2 separate regions of the Gasterosteus aculeatus genome follow, and region 2 is linked to region 1. Evidence: chromatin contacts called from public Hi-C data. All regions are on one chromosome and are shown on one strand. Each heading gives the region's core, a stretch centred on a gene start, on an enhancer-like site or on the middle of the called end of the contact. The rest is flanking DNA. Distances are from core to core; before and after follow the strand shown.

What was found. Hi-C and Micro-C count contacts between places; a contact is called where the count stands out from the background.
Region 2: a contact with region 1 is called in a Hi-C map of tail fin, with 6 times the contacts expected there. The contact joins the promoter of atp6v1ba here to the promoter of fam98a in region 1. A contact is called at or near these places in 2 of 6 Hi-C or Micro-C datasets (tail fin and whole body).

Annotation. Positions count from the first base shown.
Region 1 is chr6:1,868,560-1,873,425 of fGasAcu3.hap1.1, forward strand. fam98a (family with sequence similarity 98 member A) reads left to right here and starts at 3,420. Exons shown (of 8, transcript XM_040178352.2): 1 at 3,420-3,689; 2 at 4,097-4,245; 3 at 4,346-4,480. The coding sequence starts at 3,649. It overlaps vps8 (VPS8 subunit of CORVET complex), which reads left to right. Exons shown (of 45, transcript XM_040178351.2): 44 at 146-226; 45 at 1,886-2,367. The coding sequence ends at 2,011.
Region 2 is chr6:2,437,694-2,442,134 of fGasAcu3.hap1.1, forward strand. It overlaps atp6v1ba (ATPase, H+ transporting, lysosomal, V1 subunit B, member a), which reads left to right and starts at 2,898. Exons shown (of 14, transcript XM_040178317.2): 1 at 2,898-3,201. The coding sequence starts at 3,093.

The DNA of each region.
Region 1 (4,866 bases), core at 2,170-4,669:
CAGACTCCAGCCTGCAGGGCTCAGAAGACTGGACAGCAAAGGGACAAAGCAATGACGACTGTGTGGAAATGAGCGAGCATGCATTGTGTTTGGTCTTCCCATTTACGCTGAGACGACATCATGCTGGTTTTGTGTTGTCGCCCAGGTGTTTGTTAATACAACGTTGGACCTTCAGCAGCAACAGTCCTGGGATCAGCTGCGGTGTTTATACCGAGGACCATCCAGGGTAAGGGCTCAGAACTTGATGCATGAATAGCCGATTAGCCGCATTACGGACGTCACCAACTGTTTGTTGTTGCAGACAGCTCAAAACATGGCAATAATACACGTGGCCGTAGTGGTTTAAACCCTGACCTGGACCCGAGCTGATTTATGCCACATCGTGACTCAGGACTCACAAAAAGGCTCCTCTGTGGTCTGAAGGTTATCTTGCATTTAATATTCGGAATCACCTTAAAAGTTTGTATCCATACGCAGGAAACACAAAGAGGGGATGAATATCATGTATATGAAATGTAATTAATAAATATATTATCCAAAGATATTTCTAATCTTGCAGATAAACATGGAAACAAGGATAAAGTTACTGTGTGTTTCTCCAGTCGCGATAATGTCTTCAAGTTCATGCTTTAAGCTTCATTAACATCGGCCCGATCTGCACAAGGATGCACTAACATTATGTCGCCTTTACCCTTTGTAATAAAGTCTTTTAGCATTTTCTAGCGCAGGATACTGCTACAAGGTCCTGCTGACCCTCGTGTATTTAAATCATCCCTTCAAGGTGCATAATCCTTTCAAACCGTCACTCGGTTCTCCGGGTCAGTAAACAGTGTTGAAGTCTGGGAAATGTTGTTGGTATCCAGTCATATGGGCACCCTAGGAAATGACAGCCCCGTGACAGTGTGCCAGACTGATGATTGACATGTGCATGGGGGACAGTAGCTCGGCGGTAGAGGATCGGCGGTTTGATCCCCCACTCAGCGGGACCCAAAGTAGCGCCGGTAGTTGTGTGTGAATGTTGTGCGAATGATTCAATAGTTGTGCTGGCAGGTGTCTCTGTGTGTCATCAGTGTGGGTTCAATGCAATTCAGTTCAGTACCTTTCCCACTGGCCTTGTGTGCATGTGTTTTCTTTCATAATGACAGACCAGACCTAATTAGAATCTAAGATGTGGGCGAAATGAATGACCGATGATATGAACACCTGGAGCAGCATTACATGCAGATGTGATACACATGGGAAGCAGTATTCTGCATGCTGATAGCATTATGCCAACTCAGTCAATTAGAGCACATATGTCAAACTCAAGGCCCGCAAGCCTAATACGTGGTGGAATTATCTTGTGGCCTGCAGGATAAAGGCTGTCAAAGTTAACGCGTTGATCTATGAGATTATTGTGGTCGAGATGAATGCAATACAGTATTTTTCAGTTAGATGGGAGAGACGGAGACGGTGGTTGAAGATGGAGAGATCGTTTTGCATTGGAAGTAAAACAAAGAGTAGAACTGTGCAGAGGAATCCCTCCAGGTGTCAAACAGAAGGGGGACGAGTGCAAACAGACCACTTCAGACCATGGAGCATGTTGCTAGCTGCTAGGCTACTTCCATCTCCACATCTACCCTGCAGAGGACCACCACTGTGCCCCTGAGAGACAGGGGGCTGGAAAACGTCCTGGCTGAATGTGGGGAGATCGTTGGCACTTCAGACACAGCCGTCATATGATGGAGAGCTGAGAGCAAAGAGTCGCTTGTTCAACACGTTCAAATGTGTGGAGTGTCTAAAATACACACTTTCTAAAGTGATTACGTGTGTGCGTGTTTTTGCTTCTGTGGGAGGCAAATAGAGACATTGTATGACTGACGTTTTTTCCTCTCTGCTCCACCAGTTGTCCATCCTCACAGAACTCTCCCACTGCCACAGCAGTGACAAGACGGGGCTTCTGACGGCAGCCCAAACCGGACCGGATCATTTCACACTCAAACTGTCCCCCCCACCCTTACTGGAGGAGTAGCAGCATGCCTGCTTGTGGATCACTGGAGTTGGTCAGAGGACGTTCTTCTGATGGTCCCAACCTTCTACATGCATGTGGCACAGTCGTTTTCCATCGTTCTTTTGTTGGGAGACACCTACATTGTTTAAAGCCTTAAAACAAACGTTTTGATATTAATAATAATTGCTCACTGTGATTCTTCTGTGTAGCTTTGATTCCATTGTTTGTGTATCACAGCTGGTTCAACCACTTCGCTTGGTTCGCATGTTGGTCACAGGATGTCAAAAGCTGAGTCCCGTCATAGATGCAAAGAATGTTGTAACGTTTATTTCGGCGACGGAATGATTCTGTTTGAACTAGTAAAAATATCAAGACTCTTTTACATCTCGTATTTCACAAGATGAAATATGCATCTTTCATGGGGAATGTCGGGGACTTCCTCTGCAAATGAAAGTTACTTTTTGAAAGTTTGGGATTTCGAGGAAACCTACCAGAGGGCGGAGTGTCATGGTGTGATGCTTAGAGCCACTGACAAAGGTGTAAGAGACCAAACCAAACACTTTAATAGTGAATGCAGCTATTTGCACCTGCCTACTGTCCCATGAGGTTTCAACACCCATAACAAGTAATTAGCTTTTTACTACTAGCTAGTACATTTGACTCTAATAACTGATCTTTAGATGTTCTCAGCAACCCAGAGCACTGGAAATCAACTTCAACAGGCACTTTTTGCGATGAAAGCCTTTGATAGACACTTTGACAACCAACTTGAAATTCCTAAACGAACTTAAGACTTCATTTAGACATTTCAGTTAAAACCACTTCATTCTATTTTCTTTAAGGAACGTTGAAGTTGAAGTGCATCTGTTGATGATATTTTTCTATCAAATACCGCTCGAAAAAAAATAACTGAGTTATGGTAGTAATACTATAGCAGAGTTAGAATTGAAGGTACACTAATACCGTGTAAGTGTACTTTGCAAAAACAGTAAGTGGTGTTCACAATCGCACCCTAACGTTTCAGTTCAATTGTTTACCTGAAACCTGTCAGCTAATCCGCTAATCCTTCTATTTCTTTTGAGAAATTCCTTTTTCCTTCACGTGGACCTGAGGGGTCTGAAAGGTCCAGGGCGGTTCAGAATCATTTTGGCTTGTAGCTCCAGAGGCCGAGGCCATGCAGACCGAGATACTCTTCTCCATTCCTGACTTCAGCCTCTTTTATTGTATGTTGTTCAATAATGGCACTGAGCCCAGACAGGAAAATACATTCCACCCTGTTGCGTCATCCTAGAAGGTGAGTTGGCCCGTTCACCCCCGATAGGATAGTGGAGCCAATAGATTGCACAGTATATGTCCCGGTTAACATGGAGCCAAATCTATGTCAAAGGTTAATCATTGTTCACATACACGTGTTCTGCGCTCTGGGGGCGCTGTGCGCCGCGGGTCCTGTGGGGGATCCTGTGGGGGATCCTGTGGGGGCGCTGTGCGCCGCGGGTCCTGTGGGGGCGCTGCAGCGCCGCGCAGCTGTTCGCGCCCCGCTGAGGAACCCGACGAGGAAGCAGAACAAGTTAAACGTGTATCAGCTGAGCTGGCTGATGTGACAACTCGATTTCATTGGACGTTATCTTGATTTTACAGCACGACTATAGATCATTGGGATGGAGAATGACATCATCATCATCTCTCTTGAAGATTTAGGGTAAGTGATCAAATACGTCTTCCGCTGCATGAATATAATATAGGAGGTGAGCAGCCTCCCTGCTGTCTTATTTTAGCCAGCACGCTAACGCTACAGGACTGTTTAACGTCAACACGCTGTCGCTTAGCAGCTAACGGTCCTTATGCTGATGAACGTGCGGTGAACCGGGGACATCGCTGCGTACCGCCCGGTATTAATAGACCCAACTCCGGGCTGCCAAGTGCACGAAGCTGCGTCAGCAGAAGCTGCTCCTGTCCGGATTCAATGGAGGACAACACGGTCCTCTCCCCTGCTAGGGGGCGCGCGCGTCAATCGGCGTCGACGTGGTTCGTCTCGTGCCTACGTGCCTTTGAACCTGCCTTCCTCAGTGGCCTGATCGTGCTGCACTGATGTGTGTGTTGCTGCAGGTACCAAGGCCCTCTGTTGGAGGAAGGAGCTCTGGATCCCGCTGTGAGCAGAGGAGCCGCCTCGCCCGAGTTCACCAAGCTTTGTGCCTGGATCGTCTCCGAGCTTCGCCTCTACTGCAAGCTGGAGGAGAATGTCCACGCCACCAACTGTGAGACCCCCTCTATTGCCATCGTCCGAGCCGTTTTAACCGCGCCGGACAGCAGATCAGCGTGTGTGTGTGTGTGTGTGTGTGTGTGTGTCCTCTCCAGGTCCCAGCGAGGCAGAGGGCTTCCAGCTGGAGATGAGCGGCCTGCTGTCAGAGCTCGCCTGTCCTTACTCTGTCCTCACCAGCGGAGACGTCACCAAGAGGCTCCTGAATAGGACCGACTGTCTGCTGCTCCTCAGTAAGATCGCAGCGTTCGTATTCATAAACCCTCATGGGAGACCAGATTCCTCCCTCGCGACGTGTTGGGCCGCACCCTCCTGTCACCCCGTTATGTGTAATCCTGTCTCCTCTGGGTTTATTGCTTCAGCCATGTGGGAGAGTCGGTCGGTTAACTCGGTTACGCCGCGCCATGTTCCGTTCCCGAATCATAAACTTTAAAGTCACTTGGAAGTTTGAAACCCAGGTCCTCAGAGATGAACTGTACGCTCCTGAAAGATGCAACACACGAACGATGCGGGCAGGCCGGTGGTGGGACGGGGGTCAAGGGTCAGCAGTGATCATTGTGTTCTATTTTGACTAAACGGGTGAACATAAGCAAATCCGCCATGCTTGGAAAGTAGGGAG
Region 2 (4,441 bases), core at 1,648-4,147, 570 kb after region 1:
GGTGCTTTTGTTTAGAGTCTGCAGTCCAGCACTAATTTCCTGTTGCCATTTTCTAAGTATATTTTGTCATAATCTAGTAATTCCTTTCTCTTTTTTTACACGCTGTTTTGATGCTGCTCTGTGGACGTTGATGTACATTCCTGCTTTTTGAGCCAATGGACTGGACGCATGTGTACCAGGTCTTCCACACTTAAGTACAGTTGGGTCGGTTGAAGAAGAGCTTTAAGGGAAAGGTCTTTAAATGAACTTGTGTCCATTTAAAGACATGCCGCTAAATGCCACTAAGAAAGACAGAAGAGCAGAATTTCTCTTCAAATAATCATAAATAAACATCCATCCATTGTCAAACCGCTTATTCTGCACACAGGGTCACGGGGGGGCTGTAGTCCATCCCAGCCAACTCTGGGTGATAGACAGGGTACATCCTGGATTGGTCGCCAGCCAATCGCAGGGCTACACAGAGACACACAACCATTCACACATCTACGGGCAATTTAAAGTCCCCAATTAACCTGATCCCCAGAGCATGTCTTTGGACTGTGGGAGGAACCCACGTAGACAAGATGCAGACTCCACACAGAAAGGCCACTGGGCGGAATCGAACCCAGGACCTTCTTGCTGTGAGGCAACAGTGCTAACCACCACGCCACCGTGCCGCCCATAAATAAACATGTCCTATTATATAATATAATTTTTATATATAAAACTTATATATAAGTTATATATATATATAAAAATAAAATAAAACTTTTATTTACAACTACAATGTATCCGGAAAGTATTCACAACGCTTCACTTTTTCCACATTTTGTTATGTTACAGCCTTATTCCAAAATGGATTAAATTGGTATTATTTTCCTCAACATTCTACACACAACAACCCATAATGCCAAGTGAACGTTTTTTTGCAAATTTTTGCAAATCTGTTAAAAATAAAGAACGAAAACATAACATGTACATAAGTATTCACAGCCTTTGCCATGACACTCAAAATTTAGCTCGGGTGCATCCTGTTTCCACTGATGATCCTTGAGATGTTTCTACAACTTGATTGGAGTCCACCTGTGCTGAAATTCAGTTGATTGGGCATGATTGAGAAAGGCACACACCTGTCTATATAAAGTATCACAATTGACAGTGCATATCAGAGCATAAACCAAGCCATGAAGTCCAAGGAATTATCTGTAGACCTCCGAGACAGAATTGTATCAAGGCACAGATCTGGCGAAGGGTACAGAAAGATTTCTGCAGCATTGAAAGTCCCAATGAGCACAGTGGCCTCCATCATCCGGAAATGGAAGAAGTTTGGAACCACCAGGACTCTTCCTAGAGTTGGCCGCCCAGCCAGACTGAGCGATCGGGGGAGAAGGGCCTTCGTCAGGGAGGTGACCAGGAACCCGATGGTCACTTTGACAGAGCTCCAGCGTTGTTCTATGAAGAGAGGAGAACCTTCCAGTAGGGCAACCATCTCTGCAACACTCCACAAATCAGGCCTGTTTGGTAGAGTGGCCAGACGGAAGCCACTCAGTAAAAAGCACATGACAGCCCGCCTGAAGGACTCTCAGACCATGAGAAACAAAATTCTCTGGTCTGATGAAACAAAGATTGAGATCTTTGGCCTAAATGCCAATCGTCATGTCTGGAGGAAACCAGGCACTGCCCATCATCTCGCCAATACCATCCCTACAGTGAAGCATGGTGGTGGCAGCATCATGCTGTGGGGATGTTTTTCAGCGGGAGACTAGTCACGATTGAGGGAAAGATGAATGCAGCAATGTAAAGAGACATCCTAGATGAAAACGTGCTCCAAAGCGCTCTGGACCTTAGACTGGGACAGTTCATCTTCCAACAGGACAACGACCCGAAGCACACAGCCAAGATAACAAAGGAGTGGCTTCGGGACAACTCTGTGAATTGAGTGGCCCAGCCAGAGCCCTGACTTGAACCCGATTGAACATCTCTGGAGAGATCTGAAAATGGCTGCGCACCGACGCTCCCCATCCAACCTGATGGAACTTGAGAGGTTCTGCAAAGAAGAATTGGAGAAACTGCCCAGAAATAGGTGTGCCACGCTTGTGGAATCATACCCAAGAAGACTTGAGGCTGTAATTGCTGCCAAAGGTGCTTCAACAAAGTATTGAGCAAAGGCTGTGAATACTTATGTACATGTTATGTTTTCGTTCTTTATTTTTAACAGATTTACAAAAAAGTTTTCACTTTGTCATTATGGGTTGTTGTGTGTAGAATGTTGAGGAAAATTTTGGAATAAAGCTGTAACATAACAAAATGTGGAAAAAGTGAAGCGCTGTCAATACTTTCCGGATGCACTGTATTTTTTTGTAAATCTAATCAATTTTGAATATTGAACTAAAAATGAGTTTCGTTTCCTTGGATCAAAATTGTCTGTGGATGCGCAATGCGAGTGGTGGAAAGTTGGTCCAATGCTTTATTGTGTTTACCTGTTACGTTAAATACTATATCCTAAACATGTTTTCCTAGTTGTTTGACTTACATAACATTAACCAAGACATAAGAGACTGCTGTTCAGATATTTGTCCTTAAACAGAAAACCCCTCCACATTAAATACTTCCGAAAAGTCCAGCTTAATCTCTTGTTGTGCTTTGCCCCTGTCAGTGAAACTACATATGGACGTTTCATGGCATTTTTAGCGTAATGTAAGTAACTAACTTTTTTGGAAACATTCATTGCCATATATTTAATCAGGTTACAGGTATCAAGGGCTTGAATACCATATGCTTTGGACTTCCTTTTTTTTATTCAGCACCAAGAGGTCATAAATAATGACCAAAGCATACAATCTGTGATACTGACAAATTATCTTAAATTAAAAAAACAAGAAAAATACCAAAAACCTAAATATGGCATCTCATTTCGCTAAAAAATAGAACTAAAACAGCCCTGTAGCTGTAATCCATATTGTTGCTCAATCGTCTTCATCCGATCTCCACCAACATCCGGTTCCTTCGTGTCACATGACCAGCTCTCTACTGTCATCTACGTTATTTGGAACCAGCTAGTAAAGCATATCTCCCAACATTAGCTTCCTCGGTTTCCTATTCTTCATCTGACGATGGCAACATTGGTGGCAAACAGGGCTATGGACATCAACGGCTTAGCAGGAGCTGCGAGGACGCACACCCAGGCTGTGACCAGGAATTACATCTCTCAACCGAGGCTAAGTACGTGACGTTAGCGGGCTGCTGGAGGTACCTGCAGCTATAGCTAGTGGCTAACAAGGTTGTTGAGCTGCATTCATTGACAAGGAAACTGAGGGATTATGATCTGTTAGATACTTATATAACTAGAAACGCTTCTTATCACGCTTCAGTTTAACATTTTTATTAGCTTGTATCCAGTATAGGAATGATCCGTAAGGTTGGTTAGCATTGTCCAGGATCAGGTAAATTCCTAATAGTATATTCTAGTACTGACACAGATGGTTTGTAAATGGAGGTTCCATTGGTAGTAAGTGTCGGGATATGCATTAAAGAAAATGCAGATCTTCGACATGTCTTTAAATACGAGTGGGTATACCCAGGTACCGTTGAATGCATCATACGGGATATGATGCCAAAATTATGAATCACGACGATAAACAAGCTAGTGACATCGGCCATCACGCTTGAAATGAAATGCGGGCTATGTTTACAGATCCGTACAAGAACAGCTTTAACGTTACATTCTGTATTAATAGAACCAGCTAAAATGTTACGTCTGCCGTTGGTGCCAAACGGCATCAAGAACTAAGCTAGCATGCTAGCTATAGTGGCTAGTCCAGCACAGAATCATTGTTAATCATTTGAGTTCGCATTACTCTTTACTCTATTAATTGGTTATATGAAGCATCCTCTAACTACACTTTTTATGTATGTTCGCGTTGGGATAAATGTCCCATTGTCACCATTAAGATGACTTGTTATAAGACAGTTTTCATTACACAGCTAAGGTTACTGTTAGCTAGCTGAGTGCTACCGGTGCAGTGGATTAGCTGACCGACAGCCACACGTGACCGCGACGCCGTGTCGCGTTTATTTTCTATGTGAGTGTTGATCTGAGTCTTTAGAGCGCCCAATATTGCTGTATTAGTACTGTGTGGCGCTGTATCAAATTGATTCCTTCGACATGTTGCTAGCCTTAGCTTGTCGATGAACAAACTGCTGGGGTGATCTCTCATGTGATTAATGTCATATGAGAGATCATGTGACATGAGTGGGGCGGCAGCCTGCAGTGGTGTGGATAAGACCTGGGCCCTGTTCCTCGTACGTGGCTAACTGAGTTAGCCGGATAATCTTCAGGATGAAATGACGTAGTTCAGGCTTTTCGGTTCCCCGAAGCAGGTTTGTCTAAATCACCATAGCAACGCATCGAAAAGCGTGAACCTGCTCCGGTGCAGGTTCATCTGAGCTGCTAGATTAGTTC